Regions from separate parts of the Sus scrofa genome. Here region 1 is linked to region 2. Evidence: chromatin contacts called from public HiChIP or PLAC-seq data. All regions are on one chromosome and are shown on one strand. The core of a region is the stretch at or near the end of the contact, and the rest is flanking DNA. Distances in the headings are between cores, read along the strand shown.

Region 1 (2,700 bases), core at 1-2,500, 170 kb after region 2:
TTCCCTTCTCTGAACTATTGTACCACGTCAAGCATCTCTTTCGATCTGCATATGTCTACCTTGTATCCCAGGCACCAATGAACTTGTCTTTTCTTACAAGATCAGGACTCAAATGTCCTCCCCTAGGAACAGGACCTTGAACAGGGGCCACCTCGAGAGGTTCCCCATTTATACCTACTTGAGAAACAAAATCTCTTTCTATGTTTAAAAAAAACCCCAAACATCAGCAACCCCCCCCAAACAATACAAATTACCAAGAAACCACCAGAGAGCCTCCTGACAGGCAAAGACCACACAAAACTATGAGAAGCTAAACGAGGCCAAATCCTCCCTCACTTTCCAGATGAGGAAACCAAGGTCCAGATACACTGGGTAATTTGCTGCCTCTCTATACTGCCATAAAAATCTGCTCTCACTTCCTAGTAACGTGATTCTCAACCTGAGCAGGGCAACAAAATCACTGGTGGGCTTTGACAACTCACAAAGTAATGGAATCACCAAGGAGCCTTGGAAAGCTCGCAAATGCTCAGATCCTTCCCCAGATGTACAGAATTACTCTCTTTGACAGTGGAGACCGGATGCGTGTCATTTTAAAAGCTCCGAGACACGTCTAGGGTACATTACTAATTAAAAGTTTCGCTCTCCTCCACCAAACAATAAGCCCGGACAAAATATGCAGTGGTTCAGAAGCCTTGGATCCTCTCCACCCTTGGTCCACCCTTCTCCCCGGTATGATGCCCAGTACGGAGAAGACTTTCAATAGGTTCCGACAGGATAATCGAATCAACAGAAGGAGACGGTCCATTCTTACAAAAGAGCATCTAACGCTCGGTCTAGCCCAGGACCCTGAGCACCCTCCGGGGCTCCGGCGCCCGATGCTTGGGGCACAAAGACTCCCTCTTTCCCTCCCGCCCTATTAGGGAAGCATCATTCAGGGCAGACACCCGATTTCCCCCCTTCTAGCTCCCTACTCACCAGCCGCGCTGCCTGCCGTTTCCACTCCAGCTTCGCCGTCAGACTCGGGCTCTGAATCTTCCGCATAAACTGCCAGAGACGACAGGACATTCTTCTTCCCCGCCATCTTATTCCCGCACACCCGGCGCGCCTCACTTCTATGACTCCAAAAAGCCGACTTCCGTGCAGAAAGGCGACTTCTTCCGGATCCCAGGAGACCCCGCGCCTGTTTCAGACAGAGAACCAATCAAAAAGGCCGTTTCCGCGCTTGGCTCCGCCCCTCATCCCCGCGCCGGCAGAACGTCATCACTGCGAGACGGATTCAGGATTAAGTGGGTTTTACCTGACATTGCAGTCCCAGCGGTTTGGCTTCTCAGGGTTACCTGAGGGTTATGGGGGTCTTCGAGTAGTTCCCGAGCCCGTGGGCAGCAGCGGCCCGACAAGAGCCCTTCGCCCCTGGGAGCCCACTGCCGGCTCTGATATCTTGGGGTGAAGAGAGGGAGGCTTTGGCTGGGGAAGGGAGAAAAGAGCGAATCTGAGGCTCAGAGGAGGATGAAGGAAGAGCTTTCCTCTGGGGGTTGGGAAGAAGGTGTCGGGGTCCTGGGGGGAAGAGTGGTCCTCATGGCTGTGCTTGTAGAGCAAAGGGTGGGTCATAGAAAAATAATTCCACTTCCTCCAAATCCTTCCGAAGACATTTGTGCTTCTTCTCGTGATCTAATTTCCAGCTCTGTGCTATGCTGGGGCCTGGCATAGTTCGATGTGTTATTTTCACTGAGCGTAAGAATGGAGATGTCATTTACCTAGGAATGTATTGCTGGAGGCTGTTCACCCGGAGCTATATTTCTTGAAAATAATATATCGTTCGAGTGTAACAAAGCAAATTTAGTTCCTGCCGTGGCGCAGTGGGTTAAGGATCCTGCTTTGCCTCAGCTGTAGCGTAGGTTGCAGCTGCAGCTCAGATTTGATTATTGACCAGGGATGTTCCACATGCCAGGAGTCTGGTCAAAAAAAGAAAAAAAGCAAATTTTTACTCAGAAAAAATAAGCAGTCTTTGAAAAGCAGAACAGGGGGTTCTTGTTGCAACCATAGGATCATCACCTTTGCCTTAACATTTGGCCACTGTCTATTGGTAAGATGAGCACCCACCCTTTTGACCCTGAGCGTCGCGTCCGGAGCACGTTGAAGAAGGTCTTTGGGTTTGACTCTTTTAAGACGCCTTTACAGGAGAGTGCGATCATGGCTGTAGTGAAAGGTAATATTAACCAAACTGCCTGTGTTTACACTTGTGCTGGCTGTCCCCTAACACCACCAAAGAACGCCTTCTTTTTGACCCTTCTTACCTTCCCACCCTTGGGCCATGTTTGGTTTTGGAGATCTTACAGACCTGTCACCCAAAACTTGAAGCTTTCTCTCTCTCTCTCTCTCTCTCTCTCTCTCTCTCTCTTTCTTTTTGGCTGCACGTGGAAGTTCCGGGGTCAGGGATTGCGCCTGAGCCACAGCAGTGACACCGCCAGATCCTTATCCTGCTGAGCCACCAGGGAACTCCCCCAAACTTGCAGTTTTATTGGCAGAACCACCCAGCTGTTTTGCCTCTTATATTCATAGTCAGAGCTAAGGTTATCTTTGGAAACAATTCGTAAATTTCCATTCTCATTTGTTGGTGTATAGGCAGTAACGGAGGGATAGCAGACATAGCCTAAGCCAGTCACTGGCCTCGTAGGTAATTCCATTGTTGAAGATGGCGTG
Region 2 (2,700 bases), core at 38-2,537:
TCTGACTCAAAAGGAAAATTAGGCAGGTGGATCCCACCGTGGGACACTATCTGTCAGGAAATCAGCTGTCTGCTTAAAATCCAACTCTGATCACTTAAGATTAAAGATGCACCAGCACTGCCAGGTGGGACACCCCCCTCCCACATTTCCCACAAAGATTCACCTCAGAGGTGGGGGAGTTTACACAACCACAGGGGCTCCCCCCCCGCCCCCCCCGAGGGGGTAGTAGTGCTGGGTCACGATGATCAGCCCTATTTTGTAAGCTCCCCGTCTTGCATTGTGCCCAGATCCATTCAGTTACTTGAATTCTGGTTTAAATCTTCTGGCCTGGAAAATGCTGGGGAGCCCAATTGCAAAGCCTGAACATTCTAGAGGGAGCAGCGCCACGCGAGGCCAGCTGTGGTGGAGGCGGCGGTGAGGTGTGGCCGCTGGACCCAGGTTCCTCTCCCAGCGCGGTGAGTCTCACCGCCCACCTCGGAGGGTGTGGCTTTGATTTCCTGGAAGAGAAGGCAGTTTTTCCGGATTCCCTTCTGCCAGTCAGCCAGCCCATCACATCCTGGAACAAAGACTGGGTCCTGCACTCATCTATATATCTCAGCGGTTACTTAAGTGGGTTGGGCTGCGGGGGAAGGAGGGACAAAGTCATGTAGAAAGCGTTCCCTAAACGTTTGTGGGGAGTCCCATCATGCCTCAGTGGTTGACAAGCCGAACTAGTGTCCATGAAGAGGCAGGTTCGATCCCCTGCCTCGCTCAGTGGTGGGGCTCTGTTGTTGCTGTGAGCTGTGGCGTAGGCCATCAGCTACAGCTCCACTTGGACCCCTAGCCTGGGAACCTCCATATGCCGCAGGTGCGGCCCTAAAAAATAAAAATAAGAAAATAAACATTCGTGGGCTGAAAGAAGGTGCCCCAGTAAACGGTCACCGCTGCACACAGCAGCCTTCACGTCCAGGGCCTTTATGACTAACTCCTCTGTGACTCGCGCAACTGTTTATTTCAGTCCTTTGGTCGACTGGGTGGAAGAGGGTGGGAAGTGCGCAAGCTGATGAGTTATGCAATTAGTGGAGTCAATCCACGCCTAGAGTCTGTGAGACTACAAGTTCCAGCATGCGTCCGTCCACTAGCCTAGGGAGAGGTCGAGGTGGGCGAGCAGTGCTTCTGGGAATTGTAGTCTCGAACTTGTTTGTGATGCAGGCGAAACTAGCGGGGAGGGGAGCGGGAGTAAACTATTAGCACGTGATGGCCGGATCAGGTGGTAGGGCCAACCTCCGCGCAAGAGCTGTGATTGGCTGACTCTAATACGAACGACGCCACTAGGGGCGGGGCCAAAGAAGGGCGCAAGCGCACTGCGTTTCGAGTCGAGTCTCGGGACCCTTTTCCGAGAGACCATGGCGCTCAACAAGAATCACTCGGAGGGCGGCGGAGTGATCGTCAACAACACCGAGAGGTGAAAACACTGCGCAAGGACCCTGGAGAACCGCAGGGCGGTTGTGGAGGGTGTAGGCGCTGGGCGGTCGACGGTGGGAAGTAAACCCGTGAAGACGGGACCTGACGGGGGGATGGGGGGTAACGGCTGGGGGCGGGGTGGAGGAAGGTGGGTGGGTCGTGAGGGAGCCGCCGGGGGTGTAGCGATCAGCTGTGGGTGAGGGTGGGGCGGCTGGACGGGGACCGGGTACGGAGAGACACATGGGGCCTGCGGGTAGTTCTTGAGCCCTTTTCCCAGAGTAGGTGACTTTAGAAATGGGGAGAGCCTTTGGCAAAAAATAATTACCATTTCGTGGGTATTTACTATGCTACTATGAGTCAGAGATGGCGCCTCTTTTACCTGCTTAAGTACATGAGCCCTGTTCGGCAGATGCTATTACTCTACGCATTTACATGCCGAGATAGTGAGGCACGGAGAGGTTAAGTAACTTGCCTGAAATCACAGAGCTGAAAGTACCAGGAGAGGAGTCTGATTCCAGAGTCAGTAGGCTTAACTGTCAGTATGTAGCCTTCCGGTATATTCCGGAACTGCTCAGTTTCCAGATAGGAAACCGAGGCCCAGAAGTGAAATTACGTAATTAATATTTGTCATATGTCGAAAACATTTTCTGTAAAGCTCTGTCTTTGCAGACAGACAGACAGGTTACTGATTTCCTGTTGGCTTGGATCACTCCCAGAGAGAGGTCTTCCACATCAAGGTTCTTCCTATCCATCCGCAGTCAGTTTTCTCTCTCCTTGGACGGCATTGAGAATGAGACCAGCCAGCTCTGGTTGAGCTAGGCTGACCCTAAAGCGCCTCTTGAAGGAGCAGAGGAATCTGAGCCCCCAGACGAGGTTTGGTGGGACCAGAGCCTATAGCTGGCTAAGGCAGTACCCAACCCAGAGCTGTCGCCTTGGAAAGCTTGATGAGTCAGAGGAGGTTCCTAGGGAGCCCCAGACCTCAGAATACTGACTTTTCCTCCATCTCACCTGCCCAGGGTCTGCCAGGTCCGACTCTTCCTGGCAATGACCTCTTTTCTCTGAGCTCTGCTGCTCTTTTCTGGTTCCAGTCCTTTTCCCCACTCACCTCTCCCCTGTGAAGGAAGCTGTGTCATCTGGGAGGGGAACGAAGACACACGGAGCCGTATGAACTTGAACCTCATTGTCTTGAAATCAGAGAAACCGCACATTGCTCCTGGTGTGTAGCCTCTCTGTGTGTGAGCCAGTCCCAGGCCTGGA

Evidence for each region. HiChIP or PLAC-seq counts read pairs in DNA pulled down with a chosen protein or histone mark.
Region 1: a contact with region 2 is called in an H3K27ac HiChIP or PLAC-seq map of alveolar macrophages. The contact joins the promoter of RECQL5 here to the promoter of WBP2 in region 2. A contact is called at or near these places in 1 of 5 promoter capture datasets (liver) and 1 of 2 datasets of contacts at active chromatin or transcription factors (alveolar macrophages).

What each region holds. Positions count from the first base shown.
Region 1 is chr12:5,731,086-5,733,785 of Sscrofa11.1, forward strand. RECQL5 (ATP-dependent DNA helicase Q5) reads left to right here and starts at 1,251. Exons shown (of 20, transcript XM_021066624.1): 1 at 1,251-1,433; 2 at 2,075-2,206. The coding sequence starts at 2,089. It overlaps SAP30BP (SAP30-binding protein), which reads right to left and starts at 1,161. Exons shown (of 11, transcript XM_003357968.4): 1 at 976-1,161. The coding sequence starts at 1,081.
Region 2 is chr12:5,563,825-5,566,524 of Sscrofa11.1, forward strand. WBP2 (WW domain-binding protein 2) reads left to right here and starts at 1,288. Exons shown (of 9, transcript XM_003131191.5): 1 at 1,288-1,444. The coding sequence starts at 1,386.